Linked DNA regions of Mus musculus: region 2 is linked to region 1. The links are chromatin contacts, called in public HiChIP or PLAC-seq maps. All regions are on one chromosome and are shown on one strand. The core of a region is the stretch at or near the end of the contact, and the rest is flanking DNA. Distances in the headings are between cores, read along the strand shown. Region 1 holds the start of Slc44a4 (solute carrier family 44, member 4). Region 2 holds the start of H2-Q2 (histocompatibility 2, Q region locus 2).

Region 1 (4,646 bases), core at 1,331-3,830:
GTGCTGGGATTGAAGATGCCCACCACTACTGTCTGGCAAGATAGACATTCTTTATCTACTTTAAGAAACCTCTTTTTAGGATGAGAATTCTTCTGCTGAAATATTGCACAGATAATAACAAACATACATACATACATAGAGAGAGAGAGAGAGAGAGATCATGTGCAGTTGCTTCTTTTCCTCACATATACACACACCTGAGTAGCTAGCACCCAAGTCCAGAAGTAGAGTGACCCAGTACCCCGAGTCCCCTCAAGTCCTTCTAGACAACACAGATGCCTCAGGGGACCAGGTTCTTGCATTAAACCAAATCCTCCCCACATCTCTCGGGGCCACTGCCCGTAGCTCACCTGTTTTTGATGGGGCCTCGAAAGGAGGGGTCATATTTGGCCGAATTCCCTGGAGGGGGGAGTAGAGAATAAGGCATTGAGGGTCTCTTCCCCCACATCCAGTCGCTCTCAGACACTCAATGGTCCCAGGCGCCTGTCTAGCTCACTAACAGGACTGGACCTGGATTAGCAGTATCCTGGTCAGAGAGCAGCCCCATGGTTGCCAGCTTGTGACTGCTACTGGGCAACAGCTGGGAGGTGGGGCCTTTATTTTTGGCAATCTTAGATATCAAATCTATGGTTTCTTACATGGGAGGCAAGTGCTCTGCCACTAAACTGTAACCACAGCCAACTATTTTATTTATTTATTTACTTTTTTTTTTTTTTTTTGGAGACAGGGTTTCTTTGTAAAGTTTTAGCTTCTTGGAACTATCTCTGTAGCCCAGGCTGGCCTTGAACTCACAGAGATCTGCCTGGCTCTGTCTCCCAGGTGTTGGGATTAAAGGCATGTGTCTCCAGGCCGCAGCCATTTGTTTTAAATTTTACTTTGTATTTCAGACAAGATCTTGCTGAGTTCTCCAAGCTGGACTTAAACTTGCTTCAGCCTCCTGACTGGTTTTTAGAATAAGCTTCTGAAAGTGGTTCTTAAAGGGACTCAAGGCTTCTGAGTAGTGTGTAACCCAGGTTCTGGGACTCCCTCTTAGTGGCTCGCAGACCCCAGTCCTATCTCTGTCCTCCAGCCTGTTCCAAGTCATCTCTGGACTATCCAGTCTGGGAGCCCCTCAGGGGACCATCATCACTTATCTCAGCCCTCTGGCCCAAGGATATGACAAAGAAAGGATAGTAAAGCTATGAAACCCTGCAGGGCAATGGGAGCTCCGAAGACCGCCCCACCACCACCACCCCACTCCGGCTACCGCACGGCTCTGGGTGGCCAGCCAGATTGACACCTGAGCCGGCTGCTGTGGTTGTGGCCTTGTGGCCACGTCCTGTTCCTGGTCCTCCTTGAGTACACAGGGGAGGGGGCGGGGCAGGGCGGGGCCAGGCTGCCAGGGTCCTGGTGGGCACTGAGGGACAGCTGAGGGGTGGGCTAGCCTGGGGCAGGTATCTTCTTTTGTGGGCATTTTGGACTCTGTCCCACCCGGGCTCACAGACACAGGGTCAATGATTGACCCAAGGCTGTTCCAGGAAGTTTTCTGTGCTCTGGCTATTACTCGGTCTTCTAGGGGACACCAGCCCCACCTAGAGGAGGCCCAACCCTCAGCCCTCTCTCTTCCCCGTCCAGTCTCAGGATCTGGGGGAAAGATTTCCAGCCCTTTACTTCAGCAGTTCTGGAAACAGGCCTCCCCTGTTTCCCCTCAGACCTCCCCTTCCACACAGCCCTGGCCCCGATTACTTAAAGTGCTCTAGATACACCAACATACACACTTCTTCCCAACTGAAACCTGAAGGCAGGTGTCAGTTGTCTCTCCACCTTAGGCCCCACTCCTCACAGGGGTCCTTGCAGGCAGACCCTAGCATCTCGGGGTCCCACCCCAAATTCTCACAAGAATTCCTTTAGTCCACGGTACCTGCCCCCCCCCCTCTGGGACTCTAGCATGCAGACCCCAGCAGCTCAGGGTCCCAGGCCCTCCATTTCACAGGAATCCTAGCAGGCTGACTGCAGAAGTTTGGGGTTCCAGCCCCCTACTCCTCAAAGGACTTTATTAGTTCAGAGGCCCATCTCCCCAACTCTTCACACAGATCCCAACAGGAGTCTCAGCTCCTGCCTCTTCACAGGGTGTGGGTTGACAGACACCCCCCCCCCCAGCAACCACAGCGCAGGACACTGCTGGACTCTAAGTCCAGAGCATCGGGACCCTAACCTGCCTCCTAACCACACAGGCTTTGTTTGCTAGGGCTCTGCCCTCAGGGACCTACAGCCCAGGCCTGACCTCCCCACTCCGCTGGCCACACAGGGACGCCAGCCCCAACTCCTGCTCATCCAGGTTCCATTTAGTATGCAAGATCTTTCTGGCGGCTCAGACCATCCTTCCAGGACCTGATTCTGTCTCTTTTCCTTGACTCCTGTTTTCCTGTAGCCGCTCCTCAGAGACCCAGGACTCCAGTTCCTCTGTCAGGATCCAACCTCAGCTGCCATGGCTGCAGAGCCCGGCCACCTCTCTCCAGAGCCCGGGCCTCTGCCCCTAGCCTTACCGTGAGCCTCGTTCTCATTCTGCTTTCTCCCCATGGCTCAGTCTCCGGAGTGATTGGAGCCACGGAGACCTAGCCGCTCACCTGCCGCCCGCCCCGCCCTCCCTCCCAGACGTCACAGCCCCGCCCCTGCCTGTGGTCCTCTACAGTTCCTTTTTCAGATCTCAACTCTTGACCAGCCCAGGGGTACCAGGGCTCAGAACTGGGTCCCAGGAGCTGCTTACCGGGTCTGCTACGGACCGCAGCAGGAAGAAACCGGAGCACTTTGATAAGGAAACACTGCATAATTGTTTAGAGTACTTCAACTGTGGCACACCCAAACCTCTAGGTTGTGATTTGCTTTTCCTTAAACCCCTGTGGCCAGTGGGTGCCCCACAGCTGTTCTCTTCCACCCCACAGCCACAGCTTGCTTCCTACCCAACTGTCCCCTCAGCCCCATAGTCCTCATCGTCCTGAAACAATCACCAGACAGTTTATTACCAAACCCAACATTTATTGAGAACACAGAAAATCAGCTGGCAGAGGCCCAACTTCAATCAGCTAACTGAGGCCAGGCTCAGTGGGGAAGGCCAGCCCTGAAGTCACTTGCACTCCCAGTGAGAAACCAGCTCTGGGAGAGGGGCCATCGACCTTCCAGGCCTTACTGGGGTCTCTGATGGAGAAATGTCTGAAGGGCAGTGCCCGGCCTGGATTTTAAGAGTCCTCAGGTGTTGATGGGGGGCAGGGAGCTGAGGTCAGGGAGCAGCTCCGGGTGGGGGTCCAGCCGGGCCAGGCGGCTCTGCTCCAGGGCGATGGCCTCCGCTGAATGCTTGCACTTCTCAGAGCCACACTGGCAGGTGAAATACTTGCTCTTGATGTCCCAGAATCGGTCACCGTAGTCAAAGCTGGCAGAGGAAACACAGGAGCTCTTGGCCCTTGGATCTAGACACTTCAAACCCATCTCATAGAGCCCAGGAGCCCTCTTGAGGGATCCACCTTCTTCCACCCAACCACTCCTGCAGATGGACTCCAGGTCCTTGTTGGCTCTGTTGACTCACACTCCCAGAGAACTGTCATAAATGCAGGCTTCTAGCCTTCCTGCCTTGTGACCAGACTCTCCCGAGGCTCTGCGGGAAGTGGGATGCAGCCTGCCCAGGGCCTAGTATACTCAACCATCCAGCCAACCCACACTAGCCCCCATCCCCCTTCTTGTTTTTTGCTTAAGATAGGGTCTCTCTACATAGGCCTGGCTGTCCTGAACTCTGTAGTTAGCCCAGGCTGGCCTTGAATTTGTAGGTACTTCTGCTTCAAGCTCTTTCAAACACTAGCATGACAGGCATGTGATACCAGGGCAACCTGGACTTCTCTTGTTTTGTTTTGACACAGGGTCTCACTCTGTAGCCCAGACTCTTTGTGATCCTCCTGCCTCAGCCTCCTGAGTGCTGTGATCATGAATGTATGTTCCTACTCCTGCCTTACACAGTTTTAACAAGCCTTCCAAGGGACACCTAAGAACACCAAAGGAAGCCGGGTATGGTAGCACACACCTTTAATCCCAGCACTTGGGAGGCAGAGGCAGGCAGATTTCTGAGTTCGAGGCCAGCCTGGTCTACAGAGTGAGTTCCAGGACAGCCAGGACTACACAGAGAAACCCTGTCCCGAAAAACCGGGAAAAAAAAAAAAAAAAAAAAAAGAACACCAAAGGCTGGTCAGTGCCCTCAGGCTGGCTCCTCACCCCAGCTCCTCCCCAGTCCGGATGTCCCTGGAGCTGAAGAAGGCAATGCGTGGGAACCGTAGATCTTGGTGCAGCATGAAAACCCGGACAGGGATGATGTTGGGGTCACACAGGTGGTTAATGAATCGGCTGATGTTGCCATAGTAACGGGCATCAATGCAGTAAACCTCGCCATCCTGGGGGTGGAGACACAGTGTTCTTAATATCCACTTCTATCCACTTGCCTGGCTAGTGTTCCTGCAGTGACACCCAGTCCCTCCACCCAGGCTTCCAGTCCCAGATGTTACAGGTGGCTGCACAAAGCAGCCTTTGGTAGTTGAGGGCAGAGGTGCTGCATCCCACCTTGTTATCTAAATCGAAGAGGTAAGAATCATCCTCTCTCACATCAGCCTCGGCATCAGAGATCAGCT
Region 2 (4,646 bases), core at 1,322-3,821, 430 kb before region 1:
GGTCCTCCCCATTCAACTGCCAGGTCAGGGTGATGTCAGCAGGGTAGAAGCCCAGGGCCCAGCACCTCAGGGTGACATCACCTTGAGAACTGGGGTGATGGGTCACATGCGCCTTTGGGGGATCTGTGTGGAAGATTTAAGAAATCACAGGATTTTAACAAGACAAACTAAAATCTACTCAAGACTCAGTTAAATCAATGATGACAGTGAATTATTTGTCTGTTTGACACTACAACTGTCGTTGCACAGTGACCAAAAGCAGAGCTGGTCCCCTCAGCACAGAACTACACATTTTCTTTTGGGACTTAGAAGCAAAGAGGGAATCCACTGAGACTCAACCACTGTGGTCATCTTGCTGACCAACATTAACTGTCAGTCCAAGAGAACAGCCATCACAAAGTGTGTAGTGAGAAAATGACTCCCAGCCCCTGACTCTGGGGGACAAGGTACAGGTGTTTTAAGCAGGACACTTGAAGTGATCTGTGGACCTCACTGGAACACAGTGGGCTCACAGGGTGTGTGGTCTTCCCTCTCACTCAGCCCTGGATTGCAGAAGACCCTGTCTCTCAGAGTCCAAGTCCTGATTCACTGGGGGGGGGGGCACTGTAACTTGTGGGGCAGAGGGAGAGCAGGAGGCTTCTGGATGTTTAGTTCTGACAGGAAACACTCTAAGTTCACAAGAATCTGTTATTTAATGAGAACCTTGTTTTAACCCGTCTAATTATCCAAGTTAGCAGTCTCCCCTGGCACCTGTGGAGACTGATACAAATGATAATACAAGGGCAGGGAGAAACAGGATCACTCCAGTGCAGACAAAAACTGACTAGAAACAAAATAACACCTTCAAAAATAAAGAAAAAGTAAAGAGAAAAGAAAGAAGAATAAGAAAACAGATAAATAAGTAAAAGAAATTTCTCGATTTATATTCCTCCAGGGTACCCATAAGGGCTCACATGACCATTCACCACTGTAGGAATAGAGAGAATTGGGTTGTGGAAGGGATGCAAACCCAACAGACTGGGAGGGATCTATGAAAATGTACTCTATGAAAATTCTAGATACTGGGCAAATTAGCCTAGTGTAGGGGAGTCCATATCTCCCATCAGGTAAAGGCGACTTCAGGTCCTGAGGTGCAAGGGCTGACACACTCAGCAGGACAGGAGTCAGTGTCCACACACAGTAGGTGTGGGCAGAGAACCCGGCCTGGGAGAGGCCATGGCTGACAAAGGCTACAGGGGAACTGAAGGGAGCAGCTGTTGTTACCTCAGGGAAATTCTCTCCTTCCCTCCTGAGACAGCCTGGGCACTGTCCAGGGAGAAGGCTGAGCCCTGGGAGAGTCAGTGCAGTCACTGTGATGAGGGATCAGGAGACCCAGGGTCACTCTCTCCCCTCTGAGACAGGGGCATCACCCCAGCTGAGGGTTTCTTCTTCCCCAGGACTGAGCCCCAGCCCGAGGGCAGAGGGAGGAGCTGCCCGAGGGCCCCTGCACCTGTGTGCAGCAGCGTCTCCTTCCCGAGCTCCAGGTATCTGCGGAGCCACGTCAAGCAATCGACCTCCAGGTAGGCCCTGCGCTTCTCTGCAAGACCAGCCTGCTCCAACTTGCTTCGGGTCTTCAGTGCTGCCAGGTCCGCCGCTGTCCACGTTATCAGATCCTCATTCAGGGCGAGGTAATCGCGGCCATCGTAGGCAGACTGCTCATACCCTCGGAGTAGGCTTCCGTCTGGCCCCAGGTCACAGCCAACCAACCACTGGAGAGTGTGAGAGCCTACGGGATCCCGTGGTCAGCTCCCCACCCCCTCCCCACCCGGCCCAGGCCGCCACCACCCGCCCCGCTCCCGCCCCCAGACTACCTGTCCGGCCCCGCCCACCTGTGGGCTCAACCAAACTGAAAGGGAAACCGATTCCAGGTGGGTTCTGCTCCCGAACCTTGGACTTGGGATGCGGGAGGTCTCTGGGCTCCTGTGTGGGGACGTGGAGGGGTCGTGACCTCCGACCCGGGGTCACTCACCTCCCTTGCTCTGGTTGTAGTAGCTCAGTGCGGTCCCCAGGCTCACTCGGAAACTCTGCTCATTTTCCTTGGAGACCTGTGTGTTCCGCTCCCAATACTCCGGCCCCTCCTGCTCCATCCACGGCGCCCGCGGCTCCATCCTCGGATTCTCCGCGTCGCTGTCGAAGCGCACGAACTGCGTGTCGTCCACGTAGCCGACGATAATGAACCGGGGCTCCCCGAGGCCAGGCCGGGACACGGCGGTGGTGAAATACCGCAGCGAGTGTGAGCCTGTGGACGGCGCGCGGTGAGACTCCGACCTCCTCCCGGAGCCCCGGCCGGGTTCGCGGGCGGGGAGGCCAGCAGGGTGCGGTGCTCGAGATGTAGGTGGAGAAGGGGCGGAAGGTATGGTGGGCGACGTGGGGACGCGGCTTCCCCGTTGCCGCCCCAGCCCCTCTCCGCAGACGCTGTTTCCCTCCCGACCCCGCACTCACCCGCGCGTGTCTCAGTCAGTTTCAGGGCGGCCACCAACAGCAGGAGCAGCCTTCGCAGCGCCATTGCCCCATCTGGGATACAGGGCATCTGAGGCCCTTGGCTGCATGGACTTTATAACCTGCGCCCGCTGCTGAGGAGCTGGTTGGTTTCCCAGGATCCTGCCACCCAATGGAAATGAGACCTGCCAGATAATTCCTGCTACCTCAGGGTTCAGAGAGGGCATCAGATCCCCAGGAGCTATAAAGTGGTGCTGCTACAGGGCAAGGGAGGGGCAGGAGCTGAGCTGCAGGAGAGGGTGGAGTCTGCAGGGAGCAGAGTGAGGCCCTTGTGCACCTGTGTCTTAGTGAGGGTTTCCATTGCTGTGATAAGACCCCATGACCAAAAGCAACTTGAAAAAGAAAGGGTTTCTTTCAGTTTACACTTCCACATCACAGTCTATCATTGAAGAGATTCAGGGCAGGACCTTGAGAGGATTCTAAAGGAGGAACTGAAGAAGAGGATGAGGACCAGTGCTAATAGCTTTGTAGCTCATGGCTTGCTCAGCCTGCTTTCTTATACAATCCCTGATGACCTGCTAAGACAACCTGCAGTGAGCTGAGCCCTTCCATACTGATCATTAATAATAATTTTTAAATTGCCTTATACACTTCCCCAAAAGCGTCCTGGATGGATGCAATTTCTCAATTCAGGATCCTCTTCTTATATATGTCTCAGTTGGTGTGGAATTAACAAAATACAAACAGCACAGGCTCCTGGTGCAGGGTCACTCAGTGAGAGCTGAGGGAGGAGGATATGTGAGTTCCTCTCCCTGAGCTGAGCCAGGGACCTGTCCTGTGGATGGAGGCCCCATGGAAAAACAGTTGGAATGCAAGGAATGGGAACACAGTGGGTTCCAACTCCATTCCTGCCCCTCAGTCCTGAGGACCTGTCTCTCCCTTGCCTGTTGGTTGATGCTGTTGACATAACCATGGGAGGGACTGATAAAGTCAGGGCATGGGAGGAGAAGGGTTGCTTCAGGAGCTTTCCCTTCCCCAGAACTGTGTGGTAGCCTGATCACACAACATCAGTGATGGGAGCAGCTCCAGGCTTGGTTTTAGCTGCATTGAACCATGTCTGCTCGCTGACCAACATCCACAATTTATCCAGGTTGACAGTTGGGCAGAAGCTCTGGTTCCTCTTCAGGTGGTCATGCCTCACACCAACTTTCCCTGAGTGACCTGGGTGACACTTGTGAAGTTCATCCTGAGGTGATGCCTCTAGCATTCCTGTGGCCTCCTGGGTGCTCGCAGTGTTTTCCTGATGCAACCATGGCCTCGGCTCAGGTGGCCCCGGAGTTTCCAGGTCTTCCTCAGTCTGGATGGCATGGCAATGGCAGAAAGGAAAGAGGCTCCTTAGACCTTTATAAACTGCATTTAAAGCACTTTTTATGGCCTTTATAAGTGACATTCACAGATCTCAAAGCACACTTTTAAGATCGTTGCAATTACTTAACCTCTCATATCCTTAGAAGTTACATACACTTTACAGTTTTTTTCCATCGAATTAGACACAAGACACAGGTGGTTGGTTACTGACAGCAGTCACTGTAAAACAACTTCCTTTACATAAAAGAATAGTAAAACGTTACATTGAAATCTTTGGTGGGAGTTTATCTCTTCTGAGAATCTGGTAACAATGTGATCAGTGGAGACCCAGTAGCAACTCTGGAGAGTGTCCATGATTTTTAAGCATGAAGAGAACTGAGAAGCACCTGAAGCCTGTGCTGTTGCTTGCTGTTAAACTGACAAAGCTCTCCCTAGTCCACACCATCAGAGATCTGAGAAGGATGAATTTCTCCTGAGTAAGCAGCAAGTACAGACCAAGCAGTTTCCAAATCTATTAAAAGTGACAGATGTGGCCAGGCAGTGGTGGCACACGCCTTTAATCCCAGCACTTGGGAGGCAGAAGCAGGCAGATCTCTGAGTTCGAGGCCAGCCTGGTCTACAGAGTGAGTTCCAGGACAGCCAGGGCTACACAGAGAAACGCTGTCTTGTAAAACAAACAAACAAACAAACAAAAAACAAAAAACAAACAAACAAAAAAGACAGATGTGTCAACCACTGAAGGTTCCACTGTGGTAGTCTGGATTTAATTGGGGACAGAGGACCCAGGGTAGTATCAGTCT

What was found. HiChIP or PLAC-seq counts read pairs in DNA pulled down with a chosen protein or histone mark.
Region 2: a contact with region 1 is called in a FOXA1 HiChIP or PLAC-seq map of pancreatic cancer cells. The contact joins the promoter of H2-Q2 here to the promoter of Slc44a4 in region 1. A contact is called at or near these places in 1 of 115 datasets of contacts at active chromatin or transcription factors (pancreatic cancer cells) and 2 of 9 other capture datasets (adipose tissue and liver).

Annotation. Positions count from the first base shown.
Region 1 is chr17:34,912,400-34,917,045 of GRCm38.p6, reverse strand. It overlaps Slc44a4 (solute carrier family 44, member 4), which reads right to left and starts at 2,580. Exons shown (of 21, transcript NM_023557.3): 1 at 2,526-2,580; 2 at 351-399. The coding sequence starts at 2,559. It overlaps Ehmt2 (euchromatic histone lysine N-methyltransferase 2), which reads right to left. Exons shown (of 27, transcript NM_145830.3): 25 at 4,579-4,646; 26 at 4,237-4,412; 27 at 2,973-3,406. The coding sequence ends at 3,226.
Region 2 is chr17:35,340,232-35,344,877 of GRCm38.p6, reverse strand. It overlaps H2-Q2 (histocompatibility 2, Q region locus 2), which reads right to left and starts at 2,571. Exons shown (of 8, transcript NM_010392.3): 1 at 2,482-2,571; 2 at 2,009-2,278; 3 at 1,490-1,765; 4 at 1-123. The coding sequence starts at 2,545.